Linked DNA regions of Mus musculus: all the other regions are linked to region 7. A link is a contact called in public HiChIP or PLAC-seq and promoter capture Hi-C data. All regions are on one chromosome and are shown on one strand. The core of a region is the stretch at or near the end of the contact, and the rest is flanking DNA. Distances in the headings are between cores, read along the strand shown.

The links. Promoter capture Hi-C pulls out the DNA fragments that hold promoters and counts their contacts. HiChIP or PLAC-seq counts read pairs in DNA pulled down with a chosen protein or histone mark.
Region 1: an H3K4me3 HiChIP or PLAC-seq map of embryonic stem cells shows a contact between it and region 7, with 13 read pairs. The contact joins the promoter of Dnmt3b here to the promoter of Asxl1 in region 7. A contact is called at or near these places in 3 of 39 promoter capture datasets (the C10 cell line, embryonic stem cells and neural stem cells), 5 of 115 datasets of contacts at active chromatin or transcription factors (the SCID.adh cell line, effector CD8 T cells, embryonic stem cells and 2 more) and 2 of 9 other capture datasets (adipose tissue and liver).
Region 2: a contact with region 7 is called in a promoter capture Hi-C map of pre-B cells, with 3 times the contacts expected there. The contact joins the promoter of Pdrg1 here to the promoter of Asxl1 in region 7. A contact is called at or near these places in 5 of 39 promoter capture datasets (the 3T3-L1 cell line, the C10 cell line, embryonic stem cells and 2 more) and 1 of 115 datasets of contacts at active chromatin or transcription factors (effector CD8 T cells).
Region 3: a contact with region 7 is called in a promoter capture Hi-C map of fetal liver, with 3 times the contacts expected there. The contact joins the enhancer-like site here to the promoter of Asxl1 in region 7. A contact is called at or near these places in 2 of 39 promoter capture datasets (fetal liver and hippocampal neurons), 1 of 484 Hi-C or Micro-C datasets (embryonic stem cells), 8 of 115 datasets of contacts at active chromatin or transcription factors (bone marrow-derived macrophages, effector CD8 T cells, embryonic forebrain and 5 more) and 1 of 9 other capture datasets (pancreatic islet).
Region 4: a contact with region 7 is called in a promoter capture Hi-C map of pre-B cells, with 4 times the contacts expected there. The contact joins the promoter of Xkr7 here to the promoter of Asxl1 in region 7. A contact is called at or near these places in 4 of 39 promoter capture datasets (the C10 cell line, embryonic stem cells, hippocampal neurons and 1 more) and 1 of 484 Hi-C or Micro-C datasets (embryonic stem cells).
Region 5: a contact with region 7 is called in a promoter capture Hi-C map of neutrophils, with 4 times the contacts expected there. The contact joins the promoter of Ccm2l here to the promoter of Asxl1 in region 7. A contact is called at or near these places in 3 of 39 promoter capture datasets (macrophages, neutrophils and pre-B cells), 1 of 115 datasets of contacts at active chromatin or transcription factors (large pre-B cells) and 2 of 9 other capture datasets (liver and macrophages).
Region 6: a promoter capture Hi-C map of pre-B cells shows a contact between it and region 7, with 7 times the contacts expected there. The contact joins the promoter of Mapre1 here to the promoter of Asxl1 in region 7. A contact is called at or near these places in 3 of 39 promoter capture datasets (erythroid cells, hippocampal neurons and pre-B cells), 5 of 484 Hi-C or Micro-C datasets (CD4 T cells, CD8 T cells, embryonic stem cells and 1 more), 2 of 115 datasets of contacts at active chromatin or transcription factors (memory CD8 T cells and microglia) and 1 of 9 other capture datasets (adipose tissue).

The regions. Positions count from the first base shown.
Region 1 is chr2:153,648,170-153,651,393 of GRCm38.p6, reverse strand. It overlaps Dnmt3b (DNA methyltransferase 3B), which reads right to left and starts at 1,945. Exons shown (of 23, transcript NM_001271744.1): 1 at 1,654-1,945.
Region 2 is chr2:153,013,492-153,017,166 of GRCm38.p6, reverse strand. Pdrg1 (p53 and DNA damage regulated 1) reads left to right here and starts at 1,784. Exons shown (of 5, transcript NM_178939.2): 1 at 1,784-1,933; 2 at 3,082-3,157. The coding sequence starts at 1,847.
Region 3 is chr2:153,606,741-153,610,063 of GRCm38.p6, reverse strand. No RefSeq gene overlaps it. Among named protein-coding and RNA genes, the nearest start is that of Commd7, 24 kb to the left of the region's middle. Within about 2 kb of position 1,788, at least 150 of the 459 cell types and tissues checked have an H3K27ac peak or open chromatin away from gene starts, as enhancers often do. A contact at or near this core is called in effector CD8 T cells, fetal liver and pancreatic cancer cells, where this site is marked.
Region 4 is chr2:153,030,022-153,033,254 of GRCm38.p6, reverse strand. It overlaps Xkr7 (X-linked Kx blood group related 7), which reads right to left and starts at 1,403. Exons shown (of 3, transcript NM_001011732.1): 1 at 657-1,403. The coding sequence starts at 1,240.
Region 5 is chr2:153,064,135-153,067,387 of GRCm38.p6, reverse strand. Ccm2l (cerebral cavernous malformation 2-like) reads right to left here and starts at 1,433. Exons shown (of 10, transcript NM_001372363.1): 1 at 1,352-1,433. The coding sequence starts at 1,381.
Region 6 is chr2:153,738,984-153,742,554 of GRCm38.p6, reverse strand. It overlaps Mapre1 (microtubule-associated protein, RP/EB family, member 1), which reads right to left and starts at 1,268. Exons shown (of 7, transcript NM_007896.3): 1 at 1,136-1,268.
Region 7 is chr2:153,344,225-153,347,726 of GRCm38.p6, reverse strand. It overlaps Asxl1 (additional sex combs like 1), which reads right to left and starts at 1,897. Exons shown (of 13, transcript NM_001039939.2): 1 at 1,337-1,897. The coding sequence starts at 1,393. It overlaps 2500004C02Rik (RIKEN cDNA 2500004C02 gene), which reads left to right and starts at 1,917. Exons shown (of 2, transcript NR_040318.1): 1 at 1,917-2,106.

The DNA of each region.
Region 1 (3,224 bases), core at 696-3,195, 300 kb before region 7:
CCCCAGCCACAGACAATGATGGTTCAGAAATGCCTCCATAGCTGAGAATGAAACACAGTACCTCGGGGAGGCAGGAAAAGGAGGGGCTGGCAGGGGTGACTTTCCATTCCGCTCGGCCCAGCGTACCTCAACATTCGCATACTGAGGCCTACTCCAGGTGCTGTGCCATTGAGTGCTTATCCCACCTTGAAGATGGGGGGGTTGAAGACCCCACAAGCTGGCTTCCTCCCTAATCTTAGTGAACTGTTTCTATTGCACATGGCCTTCTATAGCAACTAAAGCACATGGATAGAACTGTAATTGCTTTTGCAATAGTAGGACTTAAGCACAAATCCAAGACAGTGCTTGCCCGAGATGGGCAGTCTGCTTCCAACCATGTGCCGGGAGGTAATGAGGCCAACCACACAATAAAGATGGTGCTTGGTGTATTACCAACCTTACGGAAGTTTACCTTGAAGCTGGGAGGTGTAATGCAGTGGTGGTGGGTAGCTTACCTGAAAGAAGGCCCTGGATTTGGTCCCAAGGCACTATGGATGGGGGAGGGGAGATCCCGCGTCTGGAAAGGTATATACCTGAGGTTTCCAAGGTCTGGCACAAGCCTCAGCGGGCCTGGTGGACAGAGGAAGGTCGGTGAGTGTCACCAGCCCAAAGCCCACAACATCCACAAGTCCGGAAGCACTCTACTGAGGCCTTAATTCATTTTAATTCATATGCTTCCGAGTGCAAAGCAGAAATCACAGGGAATCACAGGCAGAGGCATGGAGATCACAGGACTGCCGCTGCCACAGGTGAGACTGGAGCAAGAAACTCTTCCCCTCCGTGCAGTCCAACCTTGGGAACGCAGTAAGTAGGTCTCCGCTTTGATTGCAACCTCTAGCCTGGACGGATTCCACAGGTATCCCTAAGCAATCCCTGAAGCACGGACGATTAACCGCTAGGAAGTGGAGGCAGAGGGTCATTTTATAATTAAGGACTCAGTGTATGGACTAGGTAGTGGGGCCACCTCACCCCGGAAGAAGGCTAAGAATGGAAAGTGAGCCCCTAGGGCAGCCGGCAAGGTGAGGAACCGCCCCCCGCTGGCTCCTCCCCGGCCAGGTGTGCTCAGCCAGCCCCTCCCAGCAGCCGGCAACGCTGCAGCACAAGAGGCTCCGCTCCGGAGGACCCCGGGGACAACGCCCATCTAGCATCCCCACTTGCCGGTACCCAGAGCGCCATCCCAACCTGGGAGTGCGAGGTTCCAAGTCAGAACGGATCCACAACCACTACTACATTGACAAAACAACTTCTGCCTCTACATCCCAGCCTTTCCTCCCCGAGGAGGCTCTGGGTAAGAACTGGGCTAGGTAAGGACTTTGGGTCCCGGGGACAGCCACCGCTCGGGCCCCACTCCGCTCCCAAGTGTTCTCAACTCTACACTCCAGAAAAGTTGCTGCAGGTCTCCTTCCCTCAACTCTTCAGAGTGGCGGAGTGCAGCGGGGACTTCGCTTCCTCTGTCCCCGTGCCCAGTCCCGTGTCCCCGTCCCGCTAAGCGCCACGCGCCCCGTTCTCCCCAACCCCGGCAAACATCCAGGCGCCACCAGGGGACCTGTCGTCCCGGAACCCACACAGCCCCAACCACCAGGTCCCAGCCCACGAGGGGCGCGTGGCGCTCACCTGTCGTGAGGCTGGCTGTAGCGCGGCGCCGCGATCGCGCCGCGGGTCCTGGCCGGCGGGCGGCGCGGAGTGTCGGGTTCGCGAATCTCCGGCGCCGATCGCTGCGCTACGTTTACTTGGGCCGCTTAACCCCGGCGCTGCCGGACTGGAGCGCCCGTGCGCTCGCCCGCGCGCCAGTGGGCCACCCGGGCTAGTCCGCGGCGCTCAGGCGAGAGCGTCCACGCGGGCTGCGGCTGCGAGACGAGGGGCGGCGACGAGGACGCTACGGGCCGGGCGCGCACGGGAGTGGGTGGGGAGGGGGCGGCGCCGCTGCCCTTGTAGCCCGGGCCCGGCCCTGGCCCCGCCCCCGCCCGGGGGGCGCCCCCGCCGCAGCCACTCACCGGCCGGCCGGGCCTAGGGGACGGGCGAGGGAGATTTGAAATCCCTCCCGAGCTTCCTCGCCCTGCCTCCTCGGGAGCCTCCCCTGGGCCCCCTATGCCTTGCGGGTCACCCTCCTAGATGACCAGAGCCCACGGATAGCTCCCAGCCCTCTCCACCTGAGACACCCCCTTTCCTGTCCCCCAATCCAGATCAGATGCACACACGCACATACAAGCACATTCACAGGTCTGGATGAGCGGCCCAGAGAGGGAAGAGCTCCTGCTGGAGTCACACAGCAACCCTGCATTGGCTTTTCGACCATCCCTCCGCTGCAAAGCTGTCCAGGGCGCTGTAGTGGCCCTATGGGTCACCCGCTGGGGACCCCCGTTCTGCTTCCTGCTTTCACCTAGCTTGGCCTTTGTCAGCCATCTTGAGGGGAGAGGAGGCCTTGGAGGAAGAAAAAGCATACATGTTCCCCCAACTACCTGGGTTCCTCGTGCCAGCTGGGGAGGAGCCCTACCCTGCAGCTTAGGGCTGCCTCGGCCAAAAGGCCCACGCTGAACCACTGGAGAAACACAAATACTTATGATAGGCACCTGGCGTTCATGTTTATTTGTTTTCCTGCTTGTCTGTCTCCATACATTAGATGGTGATCACTAAAGTAGACACTAAATAAATATATGTTAAAGGGATAAACAAATCGAATGATTGCAAAGGCTCGGCTCGATACAAGGCCTAGCACGTGCAGGCTCAGCTTTCACGGATCTTTTATTTTGTTGGCTCCCTGACTTCACTCCAACCTCTTCTGCTTTGCTGCTCCTCCTACACACCAAGCATTGTCCTTCTAAGGAAAGCTTTGGCCTCTTTCCTCCTTTCAGACTTTGTTTCCCCAGATCTGTCACAAGAAGAGGCTTTCTTATCACCAAACAGAACAGTCTTCAAATCCTATAACACTGAAACCCATCTGAGATTGTTTTGTATAGTCTTGTCTGCATCTCCTAGCGGGGCAGAGGTGGCTTCCATCTTCCATCTAGATGGAAACTGGAAGCCACATCTCTCTAGGAGCACAGGTCCACAGGGAGGCTAGCATCAAAAGGAATTAACTCAATACAAGTTGGTTGAATGAATGAATGAATGAATCTCCACAGGTCTCTTGCCTCTGGGGTTCTAACTCCTGTTAAACACAGCTTTCCTCCTGCCCTTCTTCCTGG
Region 2 (3,675 bases), core at 535-3,034, 330 kb after region 7:
CAGCAGGGGTCAGAGGTGTCCGTTTTTCCAGCCATCTTTGGCCCCAAGGTGGAGAGACGATGCAGGACTAGGGTCCAGGCCCCAGGGATTCCTGGAAGACTCATTTTTCCTTTGGCAAATACCCCCACTTCTTTCACAGGGCTTGTGCCTTCATTTCTGAACCAGAAGGTGTTTACACAAAACATCCTGGGTTTGGCGACAAATTCACCCTCTATGAGGAATCCTTAATGAAGCTTCCTCCATCCCCACACCACGCAGCTGCAGAGAAAACTGTCTGTCTCTAGTAATTGAAGGTAGCCCAAAGCCAGACAAGAAAGAGGTGTTTCCAGGCTTCGTGAGGCACAGTTTGTCAATGTCCATAGATAGTTGTGAAAAAGAGACCAGCACCCTCCACCCCGGGGAATTTGTGACTGATTAGCCCTTCTCTCAGCCTCAGCCTGCAGCTATAAAACTAAACAGGCATAATCCTGTGAGAAAAAAAAAGTGTCCGTGAAATTCAAGTGAGGCAAAGAATATGAATGGGCTAAGTTTCCCAGAGTCCAAAAAAGGAGACTAAAAAGTGAACCTCAGAGTTAGGCCTTAGGGGAGGTGGCTCCGTGAATGAAGAGTGTTCACTTTGCAAGAATAAGGATCTGAGTTTGAATCTCAAGCGCCTACAGAAAAACCCAGACATGGCTGTGTGAGCAGCAACAAACAGCGACAGGCAGATCCAGAGAGCTCAATGTCTAGCAAGCCTAGCCCAAAAGTGAGCTTCTGTTTCAAGGAGAGGCTCTATTTCAAGACAATAAGGTGAGAATATCAGGGAGAGACAGACACCTGACACCCTAATCTGTCTGGCCTCTGCTTGTGTCTGCAGGAGCACAGAGCACCCTTACACGCATGCAACACACACACACACACACACACACACACACACACACACCACACAAGAAAATAGATGAGATATAGCTCAGTGGTAGAGCGTGGTGTTTGAGAGGCACTGGGGTAATTCCAGTTTCGCACACGGAAAAACAAAAGAGGATTGGTGAGGCAGAAACTCCCAGGCCCAGCGTCTGAGCCTCCAGCTTTGCAACATTGGGGGACCCCTCCGGTTCTGTCAGGCAGTCACCACACACACACACACACACACACACACACACACACACACGCCTCCTCTGGGAAGTCCTGGATCCTAATTCACTCTTACGCTCTTACTGACACTCCACTGCTCCCCTGGACAGTTTCCAGCTCCTTCTGTGAATCTCGGCTTGCTACTGTGGACATTAGATTCAACAAATGCTGCAGCCAGATGCAATTTAAAATAATTACTGCTTCCTTTCCATCTTCCGGGGAGAAAGAGAGAGAGTGAGGGGAATTTCTATCACCCATTATTTACAAACTGGAAGCTGAAAACGTCGTGGATTAAAATATGAGTCTGTCTGCCACACTCAGTTTCTGGGCGTCGTTAAACCGGGACTTTATGATCTCTGTGTCTCCAAATCCCTTATCACTACCTTCCATAATGTGTAATTATTTTGCCTTCAGTGTTCGTTGTTTTCCAATGGGACGACGTTCCTAGAGTCGGGATGTTTTATTTGCAGCCGCGTTCCTGACACCCAATCTGGTATGTAGTGGATGCCCAGGAACCCTTTGAAGGGAGGGAAATGGACAGTGCGTTGTGTTGCTCCTTCAGAGCCTGTAGGGGGCGCACCTGCCCCGCTCCCAAAGCCTACCCCGCCCCTCTGGAGCCCCGCTGCGGCGCTTGCTCTTTTCACTGCGCAGGCGTGCCGGAAGTCCCAGAACAGCGCGTGCGCGGAAGGAGCCAAGGTGAAGTTGTAGCAGTGTGTCAGAAGAGGTGCGTGGCACCATGCTGTCCCCCGAGGCGGAGCGGGTGCTGCGGTACCTGGTCGAAGTAGAGGAGTTGGCCGAGGCCGTGCTGTCGGACAAGCGGCAGGTGAGAGACGTGGCGGCTGCGAGCGCGTAAGTGCGCGGGGTGGCAGGGAGCTCACCCGGTCTTCCGGCGTCACTGGTCCCAGCGGCCTGGCGCGGAGCGAGCACTGGTTCTGTGCTGGATAGTCGCCTTCCTTTCACCCTGCCCGGTCATTGCTGGTCTCCTGGATTCTCACTGTCTGCGGGAGGCTCCCCTGACACCACTTTCCAAACGCAGTCCCTGGCCCATCGTGAATCAGGTTACTGAGACATGGGCGGCATGTGTCTGGGCAATGCGCTGGGGTGTGTGGGTGTGATGTGTGGGTGTGTGGGTGTCGGGCGCGGGGGTGAGGGGTTGAGGGCCTCGTAGATCCGAAAGGGGTGCTTGGTTCTGTTTCTGTGGTAAGTGGTTAGTCCCTAAAGGGAGTTCGTGCTGGGGATCGGTTGCTTTAGACTCTAAACTTTAGAGGGCTTACTGTGTTGTCTAGGTTAGCCTTGAACAATCCGTGGTCTATCCTTGTCAGTCTCCTGAGTTCTGGGATTATAGGCGTGCATTTGGATGTTAAATGCCTCTCTCTGGCTGCTTCCTAGAGAGCGGGGAACCATTCAGGTGATCCCGATGGTCTAGAGTTAGACCAGATGGTAGTGATGGGGCGAGACATATACTTGATATATTTGATGGTCTTCAAACGCTGTCATAATGGCCATAATGGTTCTTTGTGGTCTATATTTGAGAAGGCTTGGTGGTTCACTAGCTGCGGCCCCAGATGTCACCTCTTGAGTAGTTAGCTGTCATAGTGGTACCATGCCACAGCTGTTCCAGTCCAGTATGGTTGAGTGTCTGGTGAGACTGTCAGAGTTACCTAACAAGAGTGTGTCAGTAGTCACTGTCTAGAGAAGACACTCAGCTCACTCCCTGGTGACTCTGGTACACTCTCAAGGTTGACTGGATGACACAAAATGATTCAATCTGCAGGCATTTTCCTAGCACCTTCTCTGGAGGAAGGAGGTTTGTGTCGAAGCAGAGGAGCTGGAAGCTGAGTGGGTAAAGAAGCACCTTCCCACCTGAGTCCTCCATGTTAGGCAAGACCTTGGAACTTAGCCAGAAATGATACCTTGTCTCTTCAGATTGGGGCTGGAGGCAGCTGAGTCCCCATCTGCTCCTGTTTTCAGATTGTAGACCTGGACACCAAGAGGAATCAGAACCGAGAGGGCCTGAGGGCCCTACAGAAGGACCTGAGTGTCTCTGGTAAGTTGCGACATCCTTACTGAAGCCCTGGAAGCCGGTTCAGTTGTCTTCTGAAGGACTTCATTATCCCTGGTAAAAACCAGGCAGGAGGCTGGGACTGTGTGACTCACCCTCGTGGGAAACTTAGACAGCTTGAGGAGAAGAGCGAGCGAGCGAGCGTTGCAGGTCAGACATATGCTGTGACTCAGAATTTTAGATGCTCACTTCAGTGACAGGCCATTAGCTCCTCACTCACTGATGGCAGATGCAGAGAGTGCTCACCGCACATAAAAGCAATAGTTCTGCCCTTATGTTCCACACGAGGAAAGCAGCACAAACACATAACTGAAAATTGTGAGAAAGCTAAAGATGGAGTTGGCCATGGGTGGGTGTCGAGACTGTCTTGGAGGGAAGAGATGGGGCTCAGTAGATGAGGCCAGGTGGCTGCTGTGGCTGGTGGCATGAGCAAGTCAAGCCATGCCATGTCCCACTAAGGGGACAACATGAAGCATTTCTGGAAAGGTGGGCAGCATTCCGGC
Region 3 (3,323 bases), core at 539-3,038, 260 kb before region 7:
TCTTTCCTTCTGCATGAGTTCAGGAAGCTTTGAGAAGGTCAGCCACCTACTTGCCAGAAGTAGGGCTTCTTCCTCAGTCTACCCTTTATTCACTCTGTGGCCTGCCTCACTGGGCTCCGTAAGGGCGCTGAGATGAGCCCAGGAAGGCCAGCCCCTGCTTAGCTTTGCCCCTGCCCTCCAGCACAGGCCTCAGAGAGCAGAGACAAAGACCTTAGGGGCTGCTGAGGTGATGGTGACTGCCGGCTCCGAGACTCATAATGGCAGGGGTCACTGGGCTCCAGCCCCCTCTAGCGGTCAGCAGTGGCGATGAATTCAGAGTGGAGTGGGGAGGAGTCTCTGGCGCAGGCCTCCTCCCACCGCCTTGTCAGCAGGCCAAGCCTTGGAATTTTGTGCCAAGTCTCTGGAAAGAGGCCTGTCCTGCCAGCCAAGGGACAGAAAAACAAGATGAAAGGTTCCAGGAGTGGCAGTAGTGGTGCATGCCTGTAATCCTGACCCTTGGGATGTGTAGAGAAGACGACTGGGGATTCAAGGCCAGCTTTGCAAATCTGAGGCCAGGTTGGGCAACATGAAATCCTGTCTGGATAGATAGATAGATAGATAGATAGATAGATAGATAGATAGATAGATAGATAGATAGATAGATAGATAGATAGATAGACCTAAAAAAAAATACACAGGCCTGGAAGCTGGCCCCAGTCTTTCCTTGGGGACTACCTTTGAATCAGTGTGCCAACTCCTCTCTCCGGCCCTACTCATGCTGACCAGGAGCCAGGCAGGGGTGACTACTTCCATGAGTGTAGACCTTGGCTGGAGGAGTGAGTCCGCAGAAGCACGTGCGTCTGTTGGGACTCAGTCCGCTGCCCTTCTGGATAGCCAGCACGGCTGGGGGTGGCAACTGATGTCACTGCACTTTTCCCTGTTCAGCCTCCTTTGCGTTGTGACAGATACTGACCTCCCCATGGAGGTCACCATCTCTTTGTTTCGCCCACAGTGCTCTGGTGGGGACTTCTGTCCCTGTACTTAATTCTTCAACACGCCTGCTTCCCTAACTAGGCATTCCATTTCCTAGGGTTTGGGTCTATTGAGCCCCATAGCTGACACCCGTTTCTTGTGAAAAGATCTTTCCTGAGGAGGGAGAGGGGGAAGTGAGGTCCCTCTCCCTACCCTTTACTGGGCACTTTTTTGTTTTTATTAGGTATTTTCCTCATTTACATTTCCAATGCTATCCCAAAGTCCCCCATACCCTCCCACCGACCCACCCCCTGGGCACTTATTTTTATGGTATTAGTTACTGAACCCAAGGTTGCTCGCTGCTCCCTCCCCACCCCACCCCCCTTTTTGGAGACAGGGTTTCTCTGTGTAGCCCTGGCTATCCTGGAACTCACTCTGTAGACCAGGCTGGCCTTGAACTCAGAGATCCACCTGCCTCTGCCTCCCAAGTGCTGGGATTAAAGGCGTGCGCCACCACTGCCCGGCTACTGCTCCCCTTTTGCCTCCGGTTCATCCTTGGCAGAGTCTGGGGCTGTGGTCACTTCAAAAGCCCTGGACACCAGAAGAGGCAGGGATGTCACCAGGGAACGGGGAAGAGCCATGGCTTCAGCCCATATACTTCCTCTTCTTCTCACACCTGCCATTTCCTGACTGTGTGGTTTCTGCCCTCTGTGAGAGCTGATAAACCAAGCCTGGAGGCCCAGCGCTGTTCCCCAACGCCTCCCCTAGCTGGGCTTGGTCCCTTACCCTGGGCGGTGCTTGGCATGTGGTTGCTGGATACAGGCGTATGGCACTGTCAGGTAGACTGGCAAGCTGGCATGTAACAGCGTCTGGGTTTGCCAAGGACATTTGACACACTGCCCTACAAGCTTGCGTCTTGGAAGGCTGAGCTGAGCTGGCTCTTTAGCTAGATTGCTACAGAATGGCCTTTGCTATGGTGCGGAGGTTATGAGGGCCTGGGCTCATGGCTCTTTGGAAGCACGCAGTACTCTCAATACTGCCTGGGCCGGTGTTTACAGAAGGCGGCTCTCAGCACGGAGCAGTGAGGACCAGAAGCAACAGTGTGTTTGAAGGAGCTACAGGGGCCGCTGATTTCATCAGTATTTGGAGGTTTGGGGCACTGTGCCCTGCTTGAGAGACACTAGGAGCCAGTTTATCTGACTCCCTATTAGAGTACTAGTTAGTGACCCCTGGTGCTCACTGCCCAGTGTCAGAGCCCAGGCCCAGTGGGTGCAGTGAACTTACAGGCCATGTGAATAAAGAAAGACCATTGAAACAAAGGGCTGGGTGCCTAGCCCGAGTGGCAGTTAGGACAGCAGGCTCTAACTATTGCAGGGTCATATCATAGCCTGCTTCTGTGCCTCGGTTTCTCTGTTAGATAGTACTGGGAGGTCCAGCCCTGCTGCTTCTGGCTGTGTGGTGTCCAGTGCTGTGACTTCAGTACTTCAGCTCTGCTCTGACCTGTGCGCCCCCTGCCTCCCTCTGGGCAAACTCCTCCTCACTATCAAGGCTCAGCTCCACTGTCCTTTTCTCTAAAAGGACTTCCCTGGCCGCTTGTCTGTCTCATCTCAGGCCCCGCCATGTCCTAGGGCTTTATCCCCTTTTATCATCTTCCCCCAGCACAGAGCTTGGCGTTTGTTTTTTAGAGTCAGGCTCTCATGTAACTCAGGCTGGCTTCCGAACAATAGCCAAGTATGACCTTGAACTTCCGGTCCTCCAACACTGAGACTTCCGGTCCTCCAACACTGAGACTTCAGGTCTTCCAACACTGAGACTATAGGCATATGCCACTGTCCTTCTAGCTTTATTTATTTTTTTGTTATTGTTTTTGTTTGTTTTCTTGTTGTCTTTTGAGACAAGGTTTCCCTGTGTGGCCCTGGCTGTTCACGAACTCACTATGTAGACCAGGCTGGCCTTGAACTCAGAGGTCCACTGGTCTCTGCCTTACAACTGCTACGAGTAAAGGGGCCGCCACCACCTCCTGCTTAAATTTGCTTTCTGAGTCCGAGTCTCACTCTGTAGCTCAGCATACTCTGAAATTCATTCTGCAGCCCAGGCTGACCCCAAAGTCACAGCAACCCTCTTGCTTAGCCTCCCTGGTATTGGGATGAGTCACCATGCCTGACTTGAATAAATATTTATTGAATGAGTGAATGAATAGATGTCCCGAGGGTCTCATCTGTCCCTTAGCTGTGATTCAGTGTCCTACCCACTGTGGGCATAACTCATTCCTACATCAGTAAGACAGGGTCTTGCTATGTAACCTTGGTTGGCCTGCATCTTGTTCCTTGCTAAGTAGACCAGGCTGGCCTCAAGCTCATAGAGCTCTGTCT
Region 4 (3,233 bases), core at 154-2,653, 310 kb after region 7:
TACTTGCTGGCAAAGGATGAAGCCTGCAAGTGAACAGTTTGAATGAAGCCTCAGCATCCGGTCTGAAGACTAAGGGTCAGCCAGTAGCCATCTAGTGTCAGAGTCAAGATTCCAAATCTCCTTGGTCCCTTTTGGGGGATGGGACGGCACTGTGGAGCTCCTTAGGAAGTAGGAGCTAACCAGTGCTGAATTGGGTTCACCCCAGGCCCTTTCTCTACAAAACCAGAAAGTTTGGGCGGGATAGTCATTTAGCTGCCTTTTCCAGGATGTTGGGGTGGGCTGCAATTCTAAACTGAGTGCCTGTGAGTGGTAGGGAGGACTTCTGAGTGGTTTCCTAAGTCGAGGCTTGGTACCTGGACATGGGGGAAGGGTCAGGACTGGAAGGATCGCTGTGGTCCTGTTCCAAGTGTCCCCTTGTTCTCTGCATACATCACTCAGAATCTCTGACCCCATCTTGCCCCATTAGCCAGATCAAAGCTATGGTTCCAACAGAGTTTTGCAGAGGTGAGGAGCTGACTGCAAAGAAATGAGAGCGGCAATGGAGTGGGTCGGGGTGAGGGTCAGGACAGGAGCAGGGCGGGCTAGAAAGGCCAGAGCAGATCTGGGGCGGCATCCCACTCCCAGACTCAAGCTTCCTTCACCTGCTCTTTTCCTACCTCCAGACCTGGCCGAGTTGCAGGAGGTGAACGAGGGTCTGCAGTAGCCAGACGCAGAGGCGGCAGCAGCGGCGGCGGTAGGTGCCGGCCGAGGATGGTGCGGGCCGGGGGACCAGCTCCGCGCTACCTTCTTTGGTCCGGAAGGCGACAGCACTGTCCTTGGTGCTGATGGCGGCTCCGACTATGTCGCTGTCCTTGGTGCTGACGGCGGGTCCCGGGGTCCCCGCGGGCTCCGAGTAGTCGTAGACGAACCAGCGGAAGCTGAGCAGCTGCACGACCAGTGAGGGCAGCAGCACGAAGAGCAGGGTGAGGCCGAAGTAGGTGCTCTGACCCTGCAGGTAGTAGGAGGCCGCCAGCCACAGGTCGGTGGCGCCGTCGGAGAAGAACACGAGCAGCGCGCACAGCACCCAGCAGCAGTCCCGCAGCTCGTAGCGTGGCCCCGGGCACCCCGCCTCCACCGGTCCCGGGCCCGCGATCCCCGCCGCAGCCTCCCCGCGCCCTCCCGCCCCGCCCCGATCTGCTCCCGCCGGCCCCTCGGGCCCCGGGCCGGCCACGGCCGCCGCTCCATCCGACTTCGCGGCCATGTTGGCGGAGCAGGAGGCGGGGAGCGACTTCCGGGCGGCGGAGCGGGTGGGGTGCGGAGTGGGGAGGACCCTGCGCGGGCGGCTCCCGCCTCCCGCTCTTCCTCCGCCGCTCCTCTTCCTCCTCCCCTCTACCTCAATTATTCATCCTTGCCGGCGCCGCCCCGCCCGGGCTCCGGCCTGGATGTGGGCCGCCCCCTGGGAAGGGAGGGGGCCGGGGTGGGGAGAGCATCCCAGGTCACCCTCGCATGGCTTCCTCGGAGGCGTGGGGCCCAACCACATGCTTTCTGCCTCTGGCCTCCCCCTTTGACTGCCCCCGCCCTATCCTCTCCTTTTCCATTGATCTCCTGTGGTACCTCCGGTGGTTTGGGTCTTGCAATGTCCCAGGAGGGTGGGAGGCCGAGGTCTGAGAATAAAAGGACAGGGGTGGGGGCAGCTGCTTGGGCACCTGCCATAACCCGTTAGCAGTCACTCCTTCCAACGCCACTTCCTAGTTCCCCCGTGTTCACTTATTGTTTCATCCCCTCCTTTGATCTTGAGAGATCTCTTTTCTCATTGTCTTTTTCAAGCTGAGAAACTGCGGTTCTCTGAGTTGCGGTCTCTCGGTCTCTCGATCACCTTTCTTTTAGGAACCGCGTTCATCTGGCCACTAGCCTGATTAGGCAAGGCAGAGGAAAGGGATGGGAGGGAACCCCTTGGGAAGGAAAGAGCAAGTGCAAACAGCTACTCCCATCACCACTGGAGGCCACATTTTCTAGGATGTCCGGAAGAGGGGGTGGGGGTGCAGAACGATAAAACTGGCGATTTCCGATGGATTGGACCCTGAAGGGCCAGAAGGTGACAACGGGGGCACCTGCTGCAGAATGTCAGCTGAGGAGTTAGGTGGCTAGGTCAGGATTTAGCAAGAAGACTTGGCAGCCAAAGTGGAGCAGGGATCACAAAGCAGCAGCCTGGAACTGGAGAGAACAGAGGAACATTATAAACACAGTCCATGAGAGGAGCTAGGGGTCTCTCATGTGCCTGAGTACTCCCACACAACTACACCTTGGCTTGGATGGGATATCCTAGGACACTGAACCATTTCTTTGTCATTATTCTAAGCAATGAGGAATCGCTAATCATTTTAGTCTCACAATTTATATGGTCTATATTGTTCTGCCCATTCTATAGATGAGAAAACATAGAGTCAAAAGATACATTTAGTGGCTTAAAATCACATAGTGTTAGAAACAAATTCAAACGTGGCTCTCGAATAGGCTTTGAAAACTCAAGGGAGTGAGGAAGAGTGAGGAGGGGAGGAAGTGAGGTGGAAGGACCACCCTGCCTCAGAGTGACAGGGAAGATAGAAGAGACAGCTGCCCTGGGCTGGGTGGAGCAGCCATCTGCTGTCCTGCAGCCTGGCTTCCCTTTCGTGTCCAGGGACCGTTTTGGTCTCAGTGATGCTTGGGAGGTTGGGGTACCAGCTGTTGCCTAAAGCTAAAAGCAGAGGGGAGGTGTTAAGGGCTAAGGGAGTTTTCCAAGGTGGATTGGAGGCCAGCAGCCCATGTTTAGGCTGTCAGGAGGCTAGAGGTTTCAGTCAGAAAGACTCATCACTCCTAAAGAAGCCAATCTAATATATATAGAACCTTAAGTGGGGTCAGAGAGTCGGCCTGGCTCCTGACACCCCATTGTTAGTCCTTAGAGGTCTGTATCGATGACTTCACAGGTGCTTGCTCGGATGGGACCCGCAAAGATAGGATCCCACCTCTGGGTCCTAACTAAATGGAAGCCTCCATATATCCCATAAACAGTTTGATAACTGCAGTAGCAGAAATCAGGCTGTACAGTCTGATGCTCTGATGCCAGAAAAAAAAAAAAGAAATCTGTGTTGAACACCTATAGTCTTTGCATGATTCCACAGCTTTGGGTAAACCACTCAGTTTTTCTTGGCTTCATAGAACAACAAAATAAAGGATACACCATGCCTTCCTGCTAGCACAACAGTGAGGACAACTAT
Region 5 (3,253 bases), core at 184-2,683, 280 kb after region 7:
ACACCCAGGATGGATCGAGGGAATCTGAGAGAACTGCTGTTTCCTGGATCCCATCCTGAGCCTATGGAATCCGAAGCCCTGGGGGCAGCAATCTAGCGGCATTCTAGAACTACGTTGGCAGTTTCTAAAGCAAACCATCAATTCTGGTGACACGGGTGGCATGCTATTTAGCTTCCCCAAAAGACAGACACAAACAGGATGGGCGGCCACCTAGGAGCCTAATCAGATGGACCTCACTGGGTGAATTCTAGCACTCATGAGGCTGAGGCAGGAGAATTGCTGTGGGTTTAAGGCCAGCCTGAGCTATACAGTCAGTGAGTTTTTAAGATCAGCCTGGGTTACATGGTTAGACCTTGTCCCCTAAATAAATACATAGACCCCTGAGAATTTGTGCATGTCAGCCCCAATGATTCACATGGGGGCACGTTGATGTGTCTGTACTGGGGATTTTATCCAGAGCCTCACATAAATACTTCTGAGCTGGATACCTCCAGCTCTCTTGGCACTTAAAATTCTTATTATCAGTTTGCAGGTTAGGGAATCAAACCTGGGACCTTGCATGCTAGATAAGCATTCTGCCAAGGAACGGGTCCCCCCTCCCCCCAGCCCACTTTTACAGTTTTGAGACAGGTTCTCAGTAAATTACCCACACTAACTTTAAACTTGTAATCCTCCTGCCTTAGCCTCCAGAATAGCTGGGATTACAGGCCTGTGCCACCGTACTGACCTCATGTGAGTTCCTTATAAAACATTCTGAACCCCGTTTCTTAGGTGGAGGGAGCCCCGTGTGTATGAGGGTGCAGTGGGAACTGGGAAGTGGAAAAACCTCTCAAATTCAAAAGAGGAGGAAGGTGGAGAAAGGACTTGGGTTGGCTTAAACTGAGGTCTCAGGAGTGAGTTTTTGCACAAGGGTAGGGGAGGGCAGGTGTAGGCTTGGGAAACAGCGGGCAGGGGGCAGGGAACAGGTGAGAGGCCCCAGCCTGGATGGGCAATCTGCCAAACTATAATCATCTTGGCTGGGCCTTACTGTCTGGGTGATTGGGGAGGGAAGGTGTCTGCTGTGTGTCTGTCTGTCCCTTTCTCTGAGAGGCTTCGGGAAGCTACCACCAGAATGTCCAAGAAACAGGAAGACCCTGTCAGTCTCTCAGTAGACGTATGACAGAGGCCACTAAGACTGAAGCTTAGACCGGAGCCCAGATGTCCGTCTGGCTGTCAGGGACAGAAAGAAACTTCCTTCCAAAAGAGAAGGCAGTCTCCCTTCCCTGTGCTGTTTGCTAACTCCACGTTGCTCACCTCTGTATCCACCTTCAGAGACATTTCCCAACCCTGGCCCTCTCAACCCCCCACTCACCTTCTTCCCTTTCTTGGCTTCATATTCCATGGTGAAACTGCTCCTCTTGTCCTGCCACCCTCCTCTCCCCCTCCAGACCCCCCTCCATTTCCTTTGTTCTTTTTCCTGCCCGGTCGGAAACTCCACCAGTACCAGAGTTCCTGCCCCTCCCATCTGATGGTGGGGGTGGGGGCAGATGGAGAACACTGCCTTGGAACCCTGCAACTGAAGGGTGGGAGCCAAACATGGCGTCTAAGGGGCTCGGCACTTGTTGGAGCAGACTGAGGAACGGTCCCCCGAGTTGGAGATCACATTTGGGTCATTCCCTATGTCTGCCACCAACCTTGCTCAATGACTTTGGCAAGATAAGACATTAAAAGCCTCTTTGAAAGCCTGCTGCCTGTTTCTCTGTATACACCAGGAGAAACCCCGGCCTTTCTCTGAGAAATGAATGAGTAGGTGGAAAGTGCTTCAGACTATGTCCAGGCAAGTTAACATAATAGTAGTGGTAGTGGTGGTGGTGGTGGTGGTGGTGGTGGTGGTGGTGGTAGCAGTAGTAGTAGTAATAATAATAATAAATCCTTATTTTTCAGAGATGGTATATGGGGGCCTCTGGGACTGGCTGCCTGCTACTTACTTCACCACTTATGCCTCAGTTTCCACATTCAACCTGACCTCATAGTACTTTGACTAGGATTAAATACACTTAGAACTCCTGGAACATATGAAATACTCAATAAATATTAAATATTTACTATTAGGGATACTCAATAATAGAGCACTTACCTAGCAGCCTGCAGGCCCAGGGTTCTGTCCTTAGCACTGCAAATGAATAAATAAAAAACCAAATTCTATTTCCTTATCTGTGGCTTCCGGGCTGCCTCACTGTCTTTTTGGCATATTTTTATCTCCTCACTGTATCTGCGACCATGATTTCAGTGACATAAATTTTAAAAATGCAGTTTCGTGTGCAGATCCTGGCTCAAGGTCACGTGGGCGGCGTGCTCGGCAAGGATTCTGCATTGGGGGTGGGGGTTCATGTCACACAATGAGTATAAGAACGTGGGGCTTCCAGCCTCGCTGGACCTGAAGTCTAGTGTCCAGTGCTGCTGGGGCTCTAACCTCCTGTGTGCCTTAGCAGGCACACTTGGGGTGTTCTGAGTGGCCCGTGGGCACCTGCCACAGCACCTGGGTTCTGGATGCCAGAGCTCTAGAACTGCTTTGCTGGTGTCCCTGGCTGCAGTGAATATTCTAAGCCCTGGTCTTCAGCGTCCCGACCTTCCCAATGAAAGGGTGATCCCCAAAATCCTCTCTTGCTAGTGCTCCCTATGGTACGGAAGACACAGGGCCACAGATCATAAACAGCAGGTGCCAAGGTTTGGAACTCTTTGCATGGTAGTTTTGAAAGGGTGGGTGTACCATGTCAGGTCTCTTATCACTCTTGGGTGTGGGAGCTACAGGACACCCCCAACCCTAGCCATTCCTATCTTTCTCCACACACCAGAAAGGAAATGGTCCCGGCAGTTTGGTCCCAGACTTACAGCCTCTTCCTCCTAAGACCATGCATCCTGCCAGTCACGTCCGAGCACTGGAACATGAGACCTCCACTCTGCCTGCTGGGCCAGTGAAAAGAGATCAGGATATGCCAGCCAATCCCTGACTCTGCTCTGAGTATCAAAATTGCTAAATTACCCCTTGAGCCAGTCTAGAGTTCTAGCCTTGCTGTGATAGCAGGTTATGAAAGGCAGTCTCTGGTGAGGCTGTTGCAACTTATTTCCTGTCTCAGTCTCAGCCCCCCCCCGCCCCCGTTATAAATTTGGACCTTATTTTATTCTGAGGATCACTAACAGGACCAAATGTCACTGCTCGGAATCTCAACTAGGACAGGGGGATGACTAGAAAAAGAAAATGGCCTCTGTGCTG
Region 6 (3,571 bases), core at 19-2,518, 400 kb before region 7:
GCCTCCCAAGCTTCTATGTCCTGGCACTTTGACACCACAAAAGTATGAAACAGTTTCTAGATGGAGAAGGAGGAGTAGCACACAGGATATGACTCTGGAGTTGAGTTACTTGCTGGACAACGTAAGGCAAGTCCTTTCCCTACCCAAAGTCTCAGACTCGCCTCTGTAAAAGAATGATGAGCAGCTCAGCACAGTGGGGGAACTGCAGTCACCTCTCAGCCCCACAGAGAAAATAAAATGAGCAAAACACAACAGAGGGGAAAGAAAGAGAATAAAGATAGCATCTTTTCAAGGCAATGTGACTATTAAATGACACAATGCTACATCAAGCTCTTAACACAATGCCTTATACACAAGTGCCCATTAAAGAGCTATCTTGATTAATGCTAGTCAAGACATCCCATCACCGGCAGACATCAGGCCTAGCTGAACTTCCCTCAATGGGCCACCGGATCCTCATCGCCAAGATGCAGAGGTCAGGCTATACCCTGCAGTACTGGTATCGCCCTTTTACAGTAATTACAGAAATTATCTTGGCCATGTATTCATTTTCTTGCTTCCTGGCTCTCTACCCACAAAGCAGACTCCTAGAAAGCATGTCTTTGCCTGTCTACTCCCTGATGAGACCGGGGCCTAGCATTTACTAGGCACTCAACCACCACCCGCGGACCGCCTGACTTCTGCCAGGCACCGAGCTGAAACCTTTCTGTGCTTAATTCTACTGTCTCCATTTTACGGAGGAGGAAACTGAGGCACGGGGAGGCTGAAGCGCCTGCCTAAGGTCGCACTCTGCGGCCAACTCCGCGGACCAACTCCCACCCATTATGCAACGACGCCTCCTACACCCAGGGTCCCCACCGCGCCCCTCGCGCGCGCGCGCGCGCGCCCGTGGGCACACACCCTCCAGGCCCAGCCGCAAAGTCAGGACTTCGCCGGTCACCACTAGGCAGCCCCCACTTCCGGCCCACGCCCCGCCCCCGGGACAACGGAGCGCGCGCCCCCGGCCCAGGCCGCGCACCGGATCGCGGCCCCGCCCTTCCCCCCCACTGCCCGCGCGGCTCCGCACTGCTCACGAGGAGCCGCCTCCCGTGAATTCCCGACTGCTGCCGCCGCCCGGGCCCGCCAGCCGCCTCACCGGCTTTCTCAGGACCCGCGTCCGCCGTCCGCGCGCCCGGCTCCGGTTCCGTCTTCGTCTCGTTCAAACCGTCGGACCCCGCCCGCCCGCGCGCGATGACCTCACACGCACCCCGCCGTGACGCGCCGACGCAGGGGCTCGTCATCTCCCGCCCGGCCTTTTATAGAGACGGACTGGCCTGCGAGCCGGAGGCGGGGCCGAATGCTTGATCGACAGCTGGCATGCCCGGGGGCGGGGAGCAAGCCTGTTGGGCACGTGGTCAGTTGCGACCAATGACGTGTGAGTCCTCTGAGGAGGCGGAGTCCAGTTGCACATTCTGGTTTGCTGTAGCCCAGAAGAAAATTCGTTTGACCAAGATGGATTAATGAATAGGCTCGGGAGGAAGGTTAGCTCGCCTAGCATACATGAATCCCTGGTTTCAGTCCCCAACACCACAGATGGCAGCTGTGGTGGAACACACCTATCTTGCCAGCAAATCGTTTTGTCATCATCCCAGACCCTCTCTCTGGGAGTTCAGCCTGAGGTACACGAGACCCTGTCTCAGAAAGAAAAAACTGGGAGTGCTAGGCCACTCGTGTACACTTGGACAGGAAAGAGAATCACTGTAAATTCAAGGCCAGCCTGGTCTACAGTAGCAAGCTAGCCAGAGCTACACAGCGAGATCTGGTCTCAACAAAGAAAAAATGGCCATCGAAATGCTTTAGCAGGTGCATGCCCCCAAACCTGACAACATGAGTTCAAACCCCAGGACCCACTGATAGAAGGTGAGACGCGAGTCCTGCAAGTTGTCCTCTGACTAACACACATGGGCAGTGCCACTCGCATGCCTACACACACGCAAATATGCCCACAAATAACTGTGGTGGTATGAACGTTTAATCCCAGGACTCAGTAGGTAGAGACAAGAGAATCTCTGAGATCAAGGCCAGCCAGAGAGCTACACAGTTATTGTTTGCCTTTAAATTTAAAAAAAAAAAAAAAGATTTGGCGCCTGTTTTAGTTAGTGTTACAATTCCTGTAATGAAACATGACCAAAGCAACTTGGAGAGGAGAGTGCTTATTTAGCTTACTCTTCCATATTATCTCTGTTCATCACTGAAGGAAAACAGGGCAGGAACCTAGAGCCAGGAGTGGATGCAGAAGCCATGGAGGGATGTCGGTTACTAGCTTACTCCTCATGGCTTGCTCAGCCTGCTTTCTTATACAACCTGTCTTAGTCAGGGTTTCTATTCCTGCACAAACATCATGACCAAGAAGCACTTGGGGAGGAAAGGATTTATTCAGCTTACTCTCCCACATTGCTGTTCATCACCAAAGGAAGTCAAGACTGGAACTCAAACAGGTCAGGAAGCAGGAGCTGATGCAGAGGACATGGAAGGATGTTCTTTACTGGCTTAGTTCCCCTGGCTTGCTCAGCCTGCTCTCTTATAGAACCCAAGAATACCAGCCCAGAGATGGTCCCACCCACAAGGGGCCCTCCCCACTTGATCACTAATTGAGAAAATGACTTGCGGCTGGATCTCCTGGAGGCCTTTCCCCAACTGATGCTCCTTTCTCTATGATAACTCCAGCTGTGTCAAGTTGACACAAAACTAGCCAGTACACAACCCTAGACCACACCAGCACAGAGGTGTCCTAACCCACAGTGGGCTGATGAGATTCCCCCATCAATGACTAAGAAAACACTTTACCAGCTTGCCTAAGGGCTCATCTTAGGGAGGCATTTTCTTAATTGAGATTCCCTCCTCTCAAATGACATTAGCGTGTGTCAAGGTGTTATAAAACTGCCCAGCACAGCACCTTAATGAAAAACTAAGTCACCATGTAAGAGCACCTGCAATGTCATCTGGTTTATTCTTAGCACTGCAAATGTTTCCTTACTTTTTAATGCCTTTATCTTCTGCTTTTGCATGGAGGCAATTTCCTGTTCTAGCTCCAGACTGTGTCTCAGTGCTTGTATATAGGAAGAAAAGATGAACTGCAGCACTTCACAGCAGAGGAAACAGGCTCAGAGAAGCCAGCTGACTTGCCCAGAATCACAGGTCACAGAATGCTTTCTCTGCCACAATACCACTTATTTATATATTCATAATTCTTTTTGAGATAGGGTCTAATATAGCCCAGATCAGTCTCCTGCATCCTATGTGGCTGAGGATAACCTTGAACTCCTACCCTCCTGTTACTACTTTTCAAATGCTGGGATTACAGGCCTGTACCACCAAGCCTGGCTGCCAGCATTTATTGTCTCTAAGCAAAGAGACAGACCCTAGGCATTTGATGGTGAGCTAAAACTAGACATAGCCTATGACCTCCTAACATTTCTACTCTGGCAAAGGAGGCAAACTAGACACATCAGTGACTCGAAACTTGGTTTACTAACAGATCGATTGAGGGCTAGGCCAAGCCAGTGTATGTATAGCAAGGTGCTTACCTCCT
Region 7 (3,502 bases), core at 648-3,147:
CACACAAACAATCCCTGTTTCTGTTCCCAGGGTAACAGGAGAAGAGCGATGATCAGGAATACCAGTGGAAATTCTCTGGTAGCTCAAACAGCCATGGGTAAATGAATAACCGGCTTTCACAGACTCTAAAAAAAAAAAGGGTTCACTCTAGATCTTTATCAACCTCCAACACTTTTGAGGCAGACAGAACTCACTTTCCAGTAAAAGGAACGGCTAGAAGAAAGCTGAGCTTCACTCCACCATTAAAACTAAATTATAACAATTACATATAAAATACAGGGCGTCAACACAAAAGCAGGATGCACCCATAACCCTGCACTGTGGCAGTCTGAGGAAGTGACATCTCCGAGAAAAGTATAAACCATTAGAATTGTCACCAGCAACATTTCATAAGAACATGCCTCCGGTCTTTTGGCTTTGTATTTTGAGTCCAAAAGAAAGCTATCGCACAAGTCTACTGAAGCTTGGGAAACAGAAAAGCCACAAATCCTCTGGGCAGGTAGCGAGCTCAAAAACCTATTTACTTTTTTTTTTTTTTAACTAAACCCTCAGAAGGGAAGCCTCAAACAGATACACATTCTTGGCAAAGTGTATTCTGCTCCTCTGCAAACTGCCTACCCCCCATTGTAGTCACAGGGCTCAGTGTGATTTAAATATTCGAGGGTCACCGGCATAACAATCGCTTAAGCAGCTGCCTAAAGTACTGTTTCTCAGAGGAATCTCGAGTTCAGTGTGTTTAAAATGAGCCCTAGTGCCAATGTTTGAAACAAAGTCCCCAGGTATGCTCCCACCGGGCACTCTAGTAGTTTGAGAACCACTACTCAGGGTTCACATCGGTCCTTAGCGACTGCTTTCCGACACACACCTGGTTTAAATTGCCAACGCTCTAAATGCTTCTCGCGTCCTTGAAACCAGGGGCACTTTTCCCACCCCTACGGTGTCTTAGTGACCCACACACCTCTGCCCACGAAGAAGTCCGGGGAAGCACTTCCGACCTTTCCCGGAAACCTAACTCCCCGCAGAAGAATAAACGGGCGCTTTCCCCGGGACCCCCCGCTGCTGCTGCCAACGTGGGGGGAGGGGAGACTGGCGCCCGGGCGCTCGGAGGGGGGAGGAGCCGCTTGCCAGCTCGCCCCTCCGCAGGAATTCAAGGGGTGGGGGGATGCAGAGAAAAGGCGTCCCAGCCTCCTCGGGCCCGGGACCTCGGGAGCTCCACACCCGGGCGGCCCCGCCCCCTGCTGCGGTGGGCAGGGCCTCGCCCCTCCCCCGCCCGGGGAGCCGCGCGGAGCCCACCCCCTACGCCCCCCGCCGCGGCCCCCCGGGCAGCTCGGCTCACCAGGCGCGCGGCCTCGGCCCACGTGCGCTCCTTCTTCCTCTTCTGTTTGTCCTTCATCCTCCTCCTCCGCGGCGGCGGTGGCGGCTCCACGCGGGTCCTTCGGGCGGGGCGGACTGGGGCGGTGGCGGCGCGGGGCTGGGGCGGAGGCGGCGGCAGCGGCGGGGGGCGCGTGGCGGCGGCGGCGCGTGCGAGGGCTCGGGTGCGGCCGGAGAGGGCGGGCGCACCGGGACTGGCTAGAGCGAGACCCCGGCGCGAGGGTGGCGCTGGGGGGAGGGGCGGCGGCGGCTCCACGCGCCCGCGCTGCGTCAGTCGCCCACGGTGGCAGCGGCAGCGGCAGCCCCGCGATGGCTAAGGAATGCGGCGGCTCCGCATAACCACGGGGTCAGAGGTCACGGCTCCGGCCTCCGCGTTCCCGCGCTGCTGGGAAACCCAAGAGCGAACTAGTGGCGGGCGGGCCCGGATGGCGAGACGCGGCTTTCCTTTCGACGCTCGGATGCGTGCGTGTCTGCCGTGGGTATGTGTGTGTATGTGTGTGCCCGCGTGTGTGTGAGAGAGAAGAGTGAGGAGGGGGAGTGTGGGTTTTTTTTTTTTTTTTTTGAACAAAAACAAACCGAAAGGGTGGCTGGGATTTGTAGTCCTCACTGGCTTCCTGGCCTACCCCTCTCCGGAAGAAAATGGCTGCCTCAAGTGCTTGGACCACATTTCCCGGAGTGCCCCGGGCTCCTGTTTTCCGCCCACTTTCTTCCGTACCCCGCTGCGCTCCAAGCACGGTAAAGAAGGGGGCGGGAAGTCGGTCAGAAAAAGATGGGGCGGGGTCTCGCGAGGTTCGGGAACTAGCGGAGGCCTGAGGGTTTCTGGGAGGTGGTGCTGGGAAGGGGCGGTGGCTGGACTCCCCCCTGGCCGCGCGCGCGGTTAACCCGTTCAAAGCTTTTTTTTGATTCTGGTGGCGGGTCCAGTGCGGTTTCGGATCTGGAGTTGGTAGTCTGCTACCCTGCTTCCACTGCACCATCCCCCACCGCATACACAGTTCTCTTCTGGACTTCTGGTGGGTGACAAAAAGCAGGACTTTTCTTTTTGGCCCACCCTTAAATGAGTCAACTGGCGCATAGTAATAAGCAAAGAGACACTCATATCAGTAAAACGGTTATTGCACGATTGACCGACTTAGGTGATTAACCCATTTCCTCTTGTAATACCTCTGTGTGTTTGCAGAGAATGCACCTGCAGTTTCCAGCAGCGTTGCCGCCAGGTGAATTTGATGATCCGATAGTAGGTAAACACTGAAGGTCCATCCACAGAAATCTAAATGCACCTGAGTGTATATTTAGACGCAGTTGCCCGGAGAGAGGTCAAGTCCTAATGTCAGCCAACCTAGATTTAGAATCCTAGTTGTGACTCCTTGACTACTCCTAACCCCGCTGAGCCTGTTTGATCAATGTTAGCATAGTATCCCACAACCTTGATGGGGTACAAATTAGCATGAAGTATCTAGAAGATGGGAGAGAATGTGGAAGATCCTGATATTAGGCTCATGTAATTTGGCTTCTGCTGTAGAATAAATGAGAGCTGTTATTACTACACAGTGGGCAATGGAGCCTCTGTTCCTTGATTGCAGTGACAGGATGATAAGGTTTGAAGCACCCAGAACATTATTTTTCTGTGTTTGTTGGCCCAAAGTACAGAAACATCTCTACAGTCTTGAACTGGATTGATGGCCAGGTTTTACAGTTTTTGAAAGGTTTATGTGGGTAAAAAAACACCCTGTACTCTTGTGGTGTTAGTACACAGGCAGCCAGTGCTGAGACGAAGAAATCACCCAGCAGTCCAACCCTTGTACCTAAAGGACTCAGCGGTCCTTATTAGTGCTCACCCAAGACTCAAATTCAATAAACAGAAACACTCTTCTCATTTCATCCCAAAAGCGAGGGGAGAACTACATCTAAAATTATTTTATTGTTATTGTTTTTGACATTTTAGGTTTTGTTTTTGAGACAGACACCTGACTGGCCTGGAACTCACTGTGTAGACCAGGTTAGCTCTGGACTCAGATCCACCTGCCACTGCCTTCCAAGTGCTGGGATTAAATTAGGTGTATATTAGGACTCTGTTGGTGGGGAGAGAGTTGAACTGAGGACCTCCCACAATCCCTGAGCATATCCTAACACC